2 separate regions of the Mus musculus genome follow, and region 2 is linked to region 1. Evidence: chromatin contacts called from public Hi-C data. All regions are on one chromosome and are shown on one strand. The core of a region is the stretch at or near the end of the contact, and the rest is flanking DNA. Distances in the headings are between cores, read along the strand shown.

Region 1 (4,645 bases), core at 452-2,951:
CCAGAAGAATATGGGAGTGTAATGAGCGCACTTTGAGAACAGGACAGATGAAATGTCTACTGGCAATAAGCTCGGGCTGGCAGAGTAGAAAGAAAACAAAACAAAACAAAACAAAAAACAAAACAAAACAAAAAAAACCCTCAGATTAAAAAAAAGGGGGGGGGTCTTAATGACACCAGAAGATATACCAGCACCACTGAGCAGATGGCTCAGGTTCACTACCCTGGTCCATGCCTAAGGTATCACAGCTCCTAAAGAGGGATACCCAGTCAGTTGGAGAAGAGAGAACATGCTGGAGTTTCTCCCTCCCTACTTCTACAAAAACAGAGCCAGTAGGTCCCATCTCATCAGCCAGGCTCCAGGCATCAGCAGTAATCAGATGCAGGGGCACTCCCGGATCTGCCTGGGAGGAGTCCTGGGATCCAGGTGTCTCCATGCTTTGACATCTCTGGAATCAGTGGCATCTTACAAGTGCTCCAGCCAGCCAGAAGTCCTGCCAAGAGTGGGGAAGCCCACTGAGATCTTCCTCTAGAAGAGCAAAAGCCCATTAGTGGCAGCACATCTGCACTTCAAAGAATGGTACTACAGATGCTGCAAGTGTGTCAAGCACACATTTGGAAGCACACCAGTAAGGGAAACACATGCAGACAGACAGTCAGCTTAGGCTGGCTCCCTGAGGCAGGAAGACAGAGTGCTCCTCAGCAAACACCTGCTTCACTTAGGGCCACAGAAACATCGTTGTTGTAAAAGAAACTATGTTACTGACAAGAGAAAAAACAGAAACCAACAAGGTTGAAGAGTTAACTTCTGATCTACAGCAGCAAACAAAAGCTAGATGACTGACCACTAGCCAAGTATAGACTGACTGGCCAGGTGCTTTACTGCTTTGCAATGAGAAGAAATAGAAGAAAAAAAGAGAAGAAATAGAAGAAAGTCTTTCAGAAAACTTAAAACGTAGCGCTTTGACATAACCACGACACCCAAGCGTGTGACCAGCAATTTATTTTTCATTGTAGTACGTCAGAGTGCCACGCCATGGCAGATTGTAACAATGTAAATTTTTACGTGTCACTGACAGTTTGGAGAATATAGATCTACAGGGTCCATCCACGGTGTTAAACACAACCAAAAGCAGACTCTAACACTAATGACCACAGACACACAAAAATGTTTCCCCCATTGCTAACAAAATAGCAGACTAGATGGATGCCTGCAGACAGTCATCTAGTAAAGGGCACCTGGACTGCGGGCATAAAACAAAGTTCACATGGCAGTTTAGCTGCCATGGTTCAAATCACGGAAAATAATGAGTGCCACATATATAGATCCCTGTTACTCCTGCAGTGACTTCAGGCTGGAGCCCAAGCTTGCCTTAGCCCTCCTATTACTATACTATAGCTTGTCAGTCTGGAAAAAGCCTGCTTTAAGAAAGAAATCTGGTTTGACACCCTTGTGTCTGGAATTCTTGAAAGACAAAGCAGAAAACTCTGAGCCCTGAGAGGAAGTTGGAGACACTACTTATCTTAGATTTAGTTACACCGAACATAAGACTATGAAGACAAAAGTTTTCCTAGAAAACATCTTTGCGGTCTTGGGCCTGGAGAAGGAATATGACACTGTCAAGACAACCAGGACTACATAAAACAAAGCACGGCTCCTGTGTCTGTAGTTCTCAACCTGTGGTGATGTGGAACAACCCTCTCACAGGGTCACCTCAGACCATCAGAAAACACAGATGTTTACACTATGACTCATGACAGCAAAACCACAGCTATGAAGTAGCAACAAAATGATGTTATTGGGGTGGGGTGTGTGTGTGTGTGTCACCAAACATGAGGATCTGTATTAAAGGGTCGCAGCATTAGGAAGGCTGAGAACCATTGCTCTACATGCCATTCACACGAGACAAAAGACTGCACACAGTAGTGGAAGATAAAATCCCAAAATGCATCAGAGAGAATAAAGTGCCCCCAAACCCACCCAGAAATCATGAAGAGAATATGACGAAGATAACAGGATGAGAAGGTCTAAGGCTAGCAACTTATTGACCCGTTTTCACTCATCAAAAGGATCTATTTCTATCTGGATACAGTGTACTTTGGCGACAGTCACTGCTCCCATTATTCATTCTCTCTCTCTCTCTCTCTCTCTCTCTCTCTCTCTCTGTCTCTCTCTCTCTTCCCCCCCTTTCTGTCCCTACCTGCTGCTAGAGCCCCCACCCCACCCCCTTTCTGTTTTCATGCCTTATTACTGTTAGGTCTCAGAAAGTCAGGATGTCCAGAAATGAGCTCAGGCTGGACTATAGAAGGATTTCTGGTGGTTAGATAAAAGCCAGCATTCCTCATCCCCAAAATGGGCTTCCCATCCCCAAAAGGTCATTTCCTTTGCCTCTGGAGAGGGGGTGTGCACCAGTGATTGCATTTCAAAGCCCATGCTGGCCTCCAGGTTTCCTCAGTCTCTGCTCACAAGTACTTGTTACACTTCTCAAAGGCTAGTCCTTCTCAGCTCAGGCTCCCCTCCCTCTCTCCAGATTCCCGTTTGGTCTCTATAATGGCACAGACCCTAACTGCCTCCAACCACTACTCTCTGTGCTCCCGGTTCTCTTGCTTCTGGCCATGTCCAGTCTGCTTTCTTTCTGTCTGCTCCCGATATTCTCTTATTCACAATAAAAACCTTCCCCCTAATAATGGGGTGATCATCTGGGCAGTGATCAATGCACCCCCACATACATTTATCATTATCATCATCATCATCTGATTCTGCATATGCAAGAAAAAAATGGTATTTGTCTGAGTCTGGTTAATTTCTTTTAACCCGATGATCTCCAGTTCCACCCACTTTCCTGCAAATGTTGCAATTCTGTTGTTCTCTAAGGCTGAATAAAATGTATACCATATTTTCTTTATCCATTTATCTGCTGATGGATAACTCATTAGGCTTTGTAGCTTGACTCTTGCAAATATACCTCAATAAATATGAGTTTGTAGGTATATTTATTTACTATATGCTGACCTGGATGCCTGCTGGTATCTACCCAAAAGCGACATGAATCATCTGGTAGTTATTTTAGTTTGAAGAATCCCTACACTGATAAAATCTGGTGATTCATTCCTATTGGTCCATTTCATGCTAAGACATTGTCTTAAATCTCTCATGTGAATGTGCTGAACAATCAATTTATATACAAACTCAGTCCCCTAATAATTCACTGTATCTGGAAGGCTGTAATTAAGTCAGCAGCAGCAGCAGGGACCTTCTGAACTAAAACAGTCTTGCAACTTTTAGATTTGGGCATAAGCTTAGAGTAATAAGCTCTACTTCCTTTCCCCTCTTTTTATAAAGATATCTTGCTTTAAGAATATACACCTCAGCCAGGTGTGGTGGCACACGCCTTTAATCCCAGCACTCGGGAGGCAGGGGCAGGTGGATTTCTGAGACCAGCCTGGTCTACAAAGTGAGTTCCAGGACAGCTAGGGCTACACAGAGAAACCCTGTCTTGAAAATTAAAAAAAAAAAAAAAAAAAAAAAAGACTATACACCTCCTTTTTTTCTCGGGATATTTATATTGATAATGCAGTACTGTTCACGTCTAGGCTTATGAATAAAAAGAATTGTTAGAGGCCATATCAGAAATTTCTCACAAAATTAAAACCAAACCACAGTTTAGAACCTTAATAATTTCATCTACTACCATTTCTCTCTGCCTAGCCAGTCCCTGCCATACTCCTTTCTGTATGCCAAGGGGTCAATACGGAGTACACCCTCCCTAGAATATGCAATCCCACTTTGGAGAACACAGTTTTGACTTTATGTAATATAACTGACAAAGCTCTGTGGTGTGGGGTACTTGAAATATTTATCAAAAGCACAAAAGAATGTCCGTTTAACCAAAACCATGCAGATTTAGCACTATGCTTGGCATTCTTTTATTGAACAACAGAGTCTGAGCCCCAGTGTATGCTAGGTTACCGTTTGTACTTGAATACAGACACACACATGATGAACAGACACTGTCAGAGACTTGTAGTTTAAAGGAGAGAACTGTACAAATACTCCACGCAACTCAGACATGTCAACAAACCTACGTCTAGAGTTAGGAGAGGGTACCTTTGTCTATCACACCTCTCCCATACAGAAAGAACTCCTTAGACGGGGACCAGTGTGTCATAAACCAAATCCACAGTTCTATTTCTCAAAATAGTGTAAATAGACCACTCGCGTGGTGCCTCAAAAGTGATCTCAGTTGTCAGCAACTTGGAGCAGGTGACTTGATGGTTGCTGGGACTCTCGATGGCACTTTCCCCTTCCGGGCTTCACGCTGGGAACCCAGTTCTGCAGAACCACTACTGCATACGGCTTGTCCTTGACCATTTTTCACACTGTTTGCTTTTATTGGTAACTAATGTAAAGTGACATAAATAAACACCTCAAGGAGTTTGCTAAGATAGAACTCCCTGCAGCCTGTGACCAGGTCATAAATAACAGCATTACCAGAACCCCCTCTGCATGTCCAATTCCCTTTTATATAGGGCTTCTCTTGTTTACCATTATGTTAGAGTGAGATTTGCCCACATTAATGGTTTACTGATGGTCTATAGCTTATTCATCCTCATTTCAGAATTCCTTCTATTAATGTGCATGCATC
Region 2 (4,489 bases), core at 1,681-4,180, 130 kb before region 1:
AGTGAAGGCCTTTAAGAGCATTGAGATCATGCCTGCTTTTCAAACTTGCTTTAGAGCAGCAGTTCTCAACCTTCCTAATGCTGGGACCCTATAACACAGTTCCTCATGGTGTGGGGACTTCCAACCATACAATTATTTCATTGATACTTCAGAACTGTAATTTTGCTACTGTTATGAATTGTAATGTAAATATCTGATATGCAGAGTATCTGATATGTGACCCCCAAAGGGGTCGCAACCTGCAGACTGAGAACCTCTACTTTAGAGACTTGGCAGTGTGAAAATTCAAATTGGTGAGACTTTATTAAAGAGTTGAGAAAACAAAAAACAAAAAAACCCCGTGTCTCATAAAAGTAAGAGGAAAGAGAACCTGGTTTGTTGATGTGAGGATATCCCAGATGTTCGTGGCATTGTTTCAGTAAAAAGAGGAACTTTCAAATGTTACCAGAAATGTTGAGTTAAGGATTTGGATCTGGAAAACACAGCGGATGCTTTCCCAGAAGCAAAGCGGGTGGAATTTCCCTTCTGTGAGCCTCCTATTAAATTAAATCTTACTGATGGGAACGGGATGAAAACAAGAGCTTTAAATATATTGCTGGCCTCAGAGGAGATGCCGAGGAGTGGAGAGGGACAGAGACAAGTGCTTTAGGAGGCAGGAGAGGGTGATGGCTGGAGGCTGGGACACGTCTCAAGCTTGTGGCTCATGTGTAGCCTAAGCAGGCTCATTGAACTGAGTTCTTTAGAACAGGCTCATTCATGCCCACTTTAGGGAAGGAAGGAGAACAAAAAAGCACTCACTGTCTTGGTGTAGACCCCTAAGAGGCAGAAGGAGCTCTCTCACACTGACTGTACTGTTTTCTCGTTGAGTTATAAGCAAATTTCATTTTCATAGGGACAACACAGGAAATCAGAGAAAGCTAAAGGGGTAGGGGTGGGTGTTGGTGGTGGGGTGGATGCTGGGGTGGGGTGGATGCTGGGGTGGGGTGGATGCTGGGATGGGGGTGGAGAACAGAAATACGTGTGCGTGTGAATGTGATGATAAAGTCCACTAGTTGTTCCCCAGGCCATGGCTATTGTTTGAAAAATGCTAGAGGGAAAAAGGGGGAAAAGATGGAAGTAATTTCTATATTTGACTTCAGTACCAATGCCAGCAACTAGCATGGGAAATTTCCCATCTCTGGTTGCCTTCATAATAAGAAAAGAGAAGGCGCTTTTTCAGATGGGTAGGAAGGCAGCCAGGACCACTGCTCTCCCTGACCCTGTCTCTCTTACCTCTTCACTGTCAGCCGGTGGCTCTGGGGAGCATCATGAGGGATCAGTTCTCCTGAGTTTTCCCCTCCATTCTTCTGTTCCATTTGTGGGTGATCGCCAACTCTTTAAGGGTTCTGTACCATTGTGTTCTGTAGCCTTGGTGAGGAAGGAGCCTATTCCTCCTAGCTGGTCACAGGGCACTGGAATGATCTTGGAAAGTCCCTCTGGTGTCTTGGGGGGGCTGAAGTTGCATCAGAGATTTTGGATAAGGATTGACCCCTGGCCTGGTTTCCTTTCAAAGTCTTTGGCAGTATAAGGTGTTTGGCTCCTTGGGTCAGGCTGGGAGTGAGCGTGTTTGGGGTCCCATGTTTCTGCCACCCACACATTTTCCCACTCCCAGAAACATTGGTCTACCTTCTAACCTCATGTTCCTGTTTAAATGGCGCAGCAGACACCTGTTCGCATCTCTCTGTTTCACCCACTAACACCATTCAGTTCCCATTAGGCTTCTTCACTGAGGTAGGGTGACTCACGGTGGAAGGAAATGGGCTGGCTGCTCGGGTCAGCTTGTATACACTTTAACTTTATACAATGTGCATAGGAAGGCTTCCTTAGATCAGAATCCTAAAAATCCAGAATCATGGTGATTGATGTCGTAGAAGGACCATGCTGAGAACCGACACTTGAATTCAGGAAATATTAATGACAAATACCTATGCACAGTGCTGAGTGGGAGAACATGTGGCCGAGCCTCACAGATGTGTAGATGGGAAGGCCTATCTGGCCTTGTGGCTGGCGGCTTATGGTGAACATTCTCATTTCTTTGTTCCTATGAGTTTCTTTGAGCACATCTCTTAGAAAAAAAAAAAAACTTACTATCATAAGGTTAGGTGAAAAACTTTTAATATAGTTGCACTTATAGTATCTCCTTTTACTGATTTACCATTTTGCTTGTCTTAGCAGTGTTAATCTTTGCATATGTGTTACACATTTCCCACACCAAGATAATTTATTCTTTAATTTTATTTTCATTATTTTGACATTTAGATTTTGGATATGTACGGGATATGTATGGATGAGTGTGCCTGTGTGTGCCTGTGTGTGTGTATATGTGTGCATGTACTCACATGTGTGTGCATGTGCACTTAGACATGTCTGTAATTGTGGTGAGCAGGGAGGCAAGGGGTCAATACATGTCTTTATTGCAGTCACCTTGTTTGTTTGTTTTTTTGTTTGTTTGTTGGCAGAGCCTTGAGCTCCGCATTTGACTAGATGGGATAGCCAGGGAGTTTTGGGGTCCCCCGTCTCATTCACCTATCCCAACCCCCAACACTGAGGTTATAAATACACTGCCACTGCTGGCTTTTACATGGGTGCCAGGGATCCAAACTCAGACCCTCAAGCGCTGGGGGAAAGCGTGATATACCCACAGGCTGTCTCTGTAGCCAAACACTTAGACACTTGACAGTGTCACGGAACCAGTTCTATTAATGTCTTAGCGTTCACTCCTCCAATGACACTGAGAAAAATGCTCCCCATCTCTGGAGTCTAGGTTAAATTTTGTTCTCTAGAACTTTCTTATCTTTGTAATAATCTGGGCTCATTTAGACTGTGTTCTGACTTAAGACATGAAGCTGAATCTACACAGGAACTTTCTTCTCCGGGTTGTTTAATGCACCTCTCGATTTCCTGGGTGGGTTGTGGTCTTCCTGAAATACACACTCTTCTGTCACCTCCCTGTGTGGTTCCTGCTTGTAATTTTGCTGTTACTTTTCTCTGTATTCCTCAAGGTGTTTTTTGTTTTGTTTTGTTGTTGTTGTTGTTTCTCATACGATGCCCCTGATACTCTTTAGTGGTCTGCTTCTAGCGGAGGATTGAAGTTACTGGAACCTCTGAACTGTATGGAAAGCCTGCCTCTGGCCCTGCTTCCGTTGTGCATACCCAGGGGAGAGGACTGCATTTTACCCCATAGGACGGTTATGCTTTGCTTTGCTTTTAGATCAGTGAGGAGGAGCGTGGGTAGGAGGCAGATTTGCCTGGGATAGCAACTTGGACCTGAGGAACAGCACTGTGACAACAGAACAGAAAGCCGGGGTTACTTCACCCCGAAATGTGGCGGAGAACCAGGCTGCCGACGGCCACACTTGTTACATTTCAGAGAAGTGCAGAATGTGGAGCAGCTCAAGTTGGGGAAGGCCTCGCGCAAGCAAGGCAGCAAACTAACTGGAAATCATGTGCTGATTGGCAGCCAGGTGACAGTGTACCCTTGGAACTGCAAGGTGCATCCCACACTGGGTGGCTCAGAACACAAGAGGCAGAGCTTTCCTGTTGTTCCCCAGACCTGCCTTCTCTGAGCCCTGTGCGCTTTGTCCTGTCTCCTCCAGGTTGAGAGAGACTAGATGGATTGGAAGGGTAGTTGGGAGATGAGCTCAGTCAGCTAGGCTTAGTTATCTCAGAGGAGAACAGAGAGCAACCAAGAAGAGAGTGAGAGGGGCTGAGCAATAAAAGTGATAGGTTTCAACAGATAGGTTTCTACTGTTGGGCTGGATCACAGGAAACAAGAGACCCTTACTGTTACTACAGAGCACCAACAGCCTGGTGATGGCGCTCAGGCCTGAGGGCAGAGTTCTCAGGTGAGGGGGCTCGAAGCTCGGGCCCAGGCTGCTTTCTTTTCCTGTCACTTCTGCAGCCTTCTTTCTCAGAGATGTCATGAAATCACTCTCTGGAGTCCTCTCTAAAGGGAGAAAGGCCCTCGTAAAAGGCATTTTATGAAGCCTCACCTGTAAGCAGGGCCTGTTCCCTGTGAGTCCCCTGCCTAGGGCTCTTGGCAGTGAGAAGTATGATCCGTGTCACTGTGTCTGGTGACTTCAGAAGCACTTCTAGACTGAATGTGAATTTCTAGTTTCCTTTGAGACACTTCCACACACACTTCAGTCTCAGCAAATTCCCTAGGTGTGAGCTGCTCCCATTACAGACTTTCTGCAAGCTCCGGTGAGGGGCGTCATGACCCGGGTGACTGTAGCGTAGCCTGTGCTCCTCTGTTCTCTCTTCCATGTCCTGCCTCTCTGGCTTCTCTTGCATTGATTTCCTCAGACCAAAAGCATTTCACGCCTCGACTCCTGACTTTCTGCTCTTTTCCAGTTTACCCTCTTTGGTTCTTATGTTCTACTCCTAATTAGGTTTTCTTTAACTCCTTCCTGAACCTCAGATCTGACCTGGGCCTACCCATTCCCTCCTG

What was found. Hi-C and Micro-C count contacts between places; a contact is called where the count stands out from the background.
Region 2: a contact with region 1 is called in a Hi-C map of CD8 T cells, with 3 times the contacts expected there. The contact joins two enhancer-like sites. A contact is called at or near these places in 21 of 39 promoter capture datasets (the 3T3-L1 cell line, 3T3-L1-derived adipocytes, the C10 cell line and 16 more), 4 of 15 datasets of contacts at CTCF or cohesin (CD8 T cells, the NIH/3T3 cell line, large pre-B cells and 1 more), 106 of 484 Hi-C or Micro-C datasets (the 3T3-L1 cell line, 3T3-L1-derived adipocytes, the AML12 cell line and 63 more), 36 of 115 datasets of contacts at active chromatin or transcription factors (the 230-238 cell line, CD4 single positive thymocytes, CD8 T cells and 28 more) and 4 of 9 other capture datasets (adipose tissue, embryonic stem cells, liver and 1 more).

What each region holds. Positions count from the first base shown.
Region 1 is chr4:59,201,952-59,206,596 of GRCm38.p6, reverse strand. The region is part of intron 1 of Ugcg (UDP-glucose ceramide glucosyltransferase); the gene reads right to left. Among named protein-coding and RNA genes, the nearest start is that of Ugcg, 15 kb to the right of the region's middle. Within about 2 kb of position 1,701, at least 89 of the 459 cell types and tissues checked have an H3K27ac peak or open chromatin away from gene starts, as enhancers often do. A contact at or near this core is called in CD4 single positive thymocytes, CD8 T cells, DN2 thymocytes and 8 more, where this site is marked.
Region 2 is chr4:59,336,397-59,340,885 of GRCm38.p6, reverse strand. All of the region lies in intron 12 of Susd1 (sushi domain containing 1), which reads left to right. Among named protein-coding and RNA genes, the nearest start is that of Gm35578, 57 kb to the right of the region's middle. Within about 2 kb of position 2,930, at least 84 of the 459 cell types and tissues checked have an H3K27ac peak or open chromatin away from gene starts, as enhancers often do. A contact at or near this core is called in CD4 single positive thymocytes, CD8 T cells, DN2 thymocytes and 8 more, where this site is marked.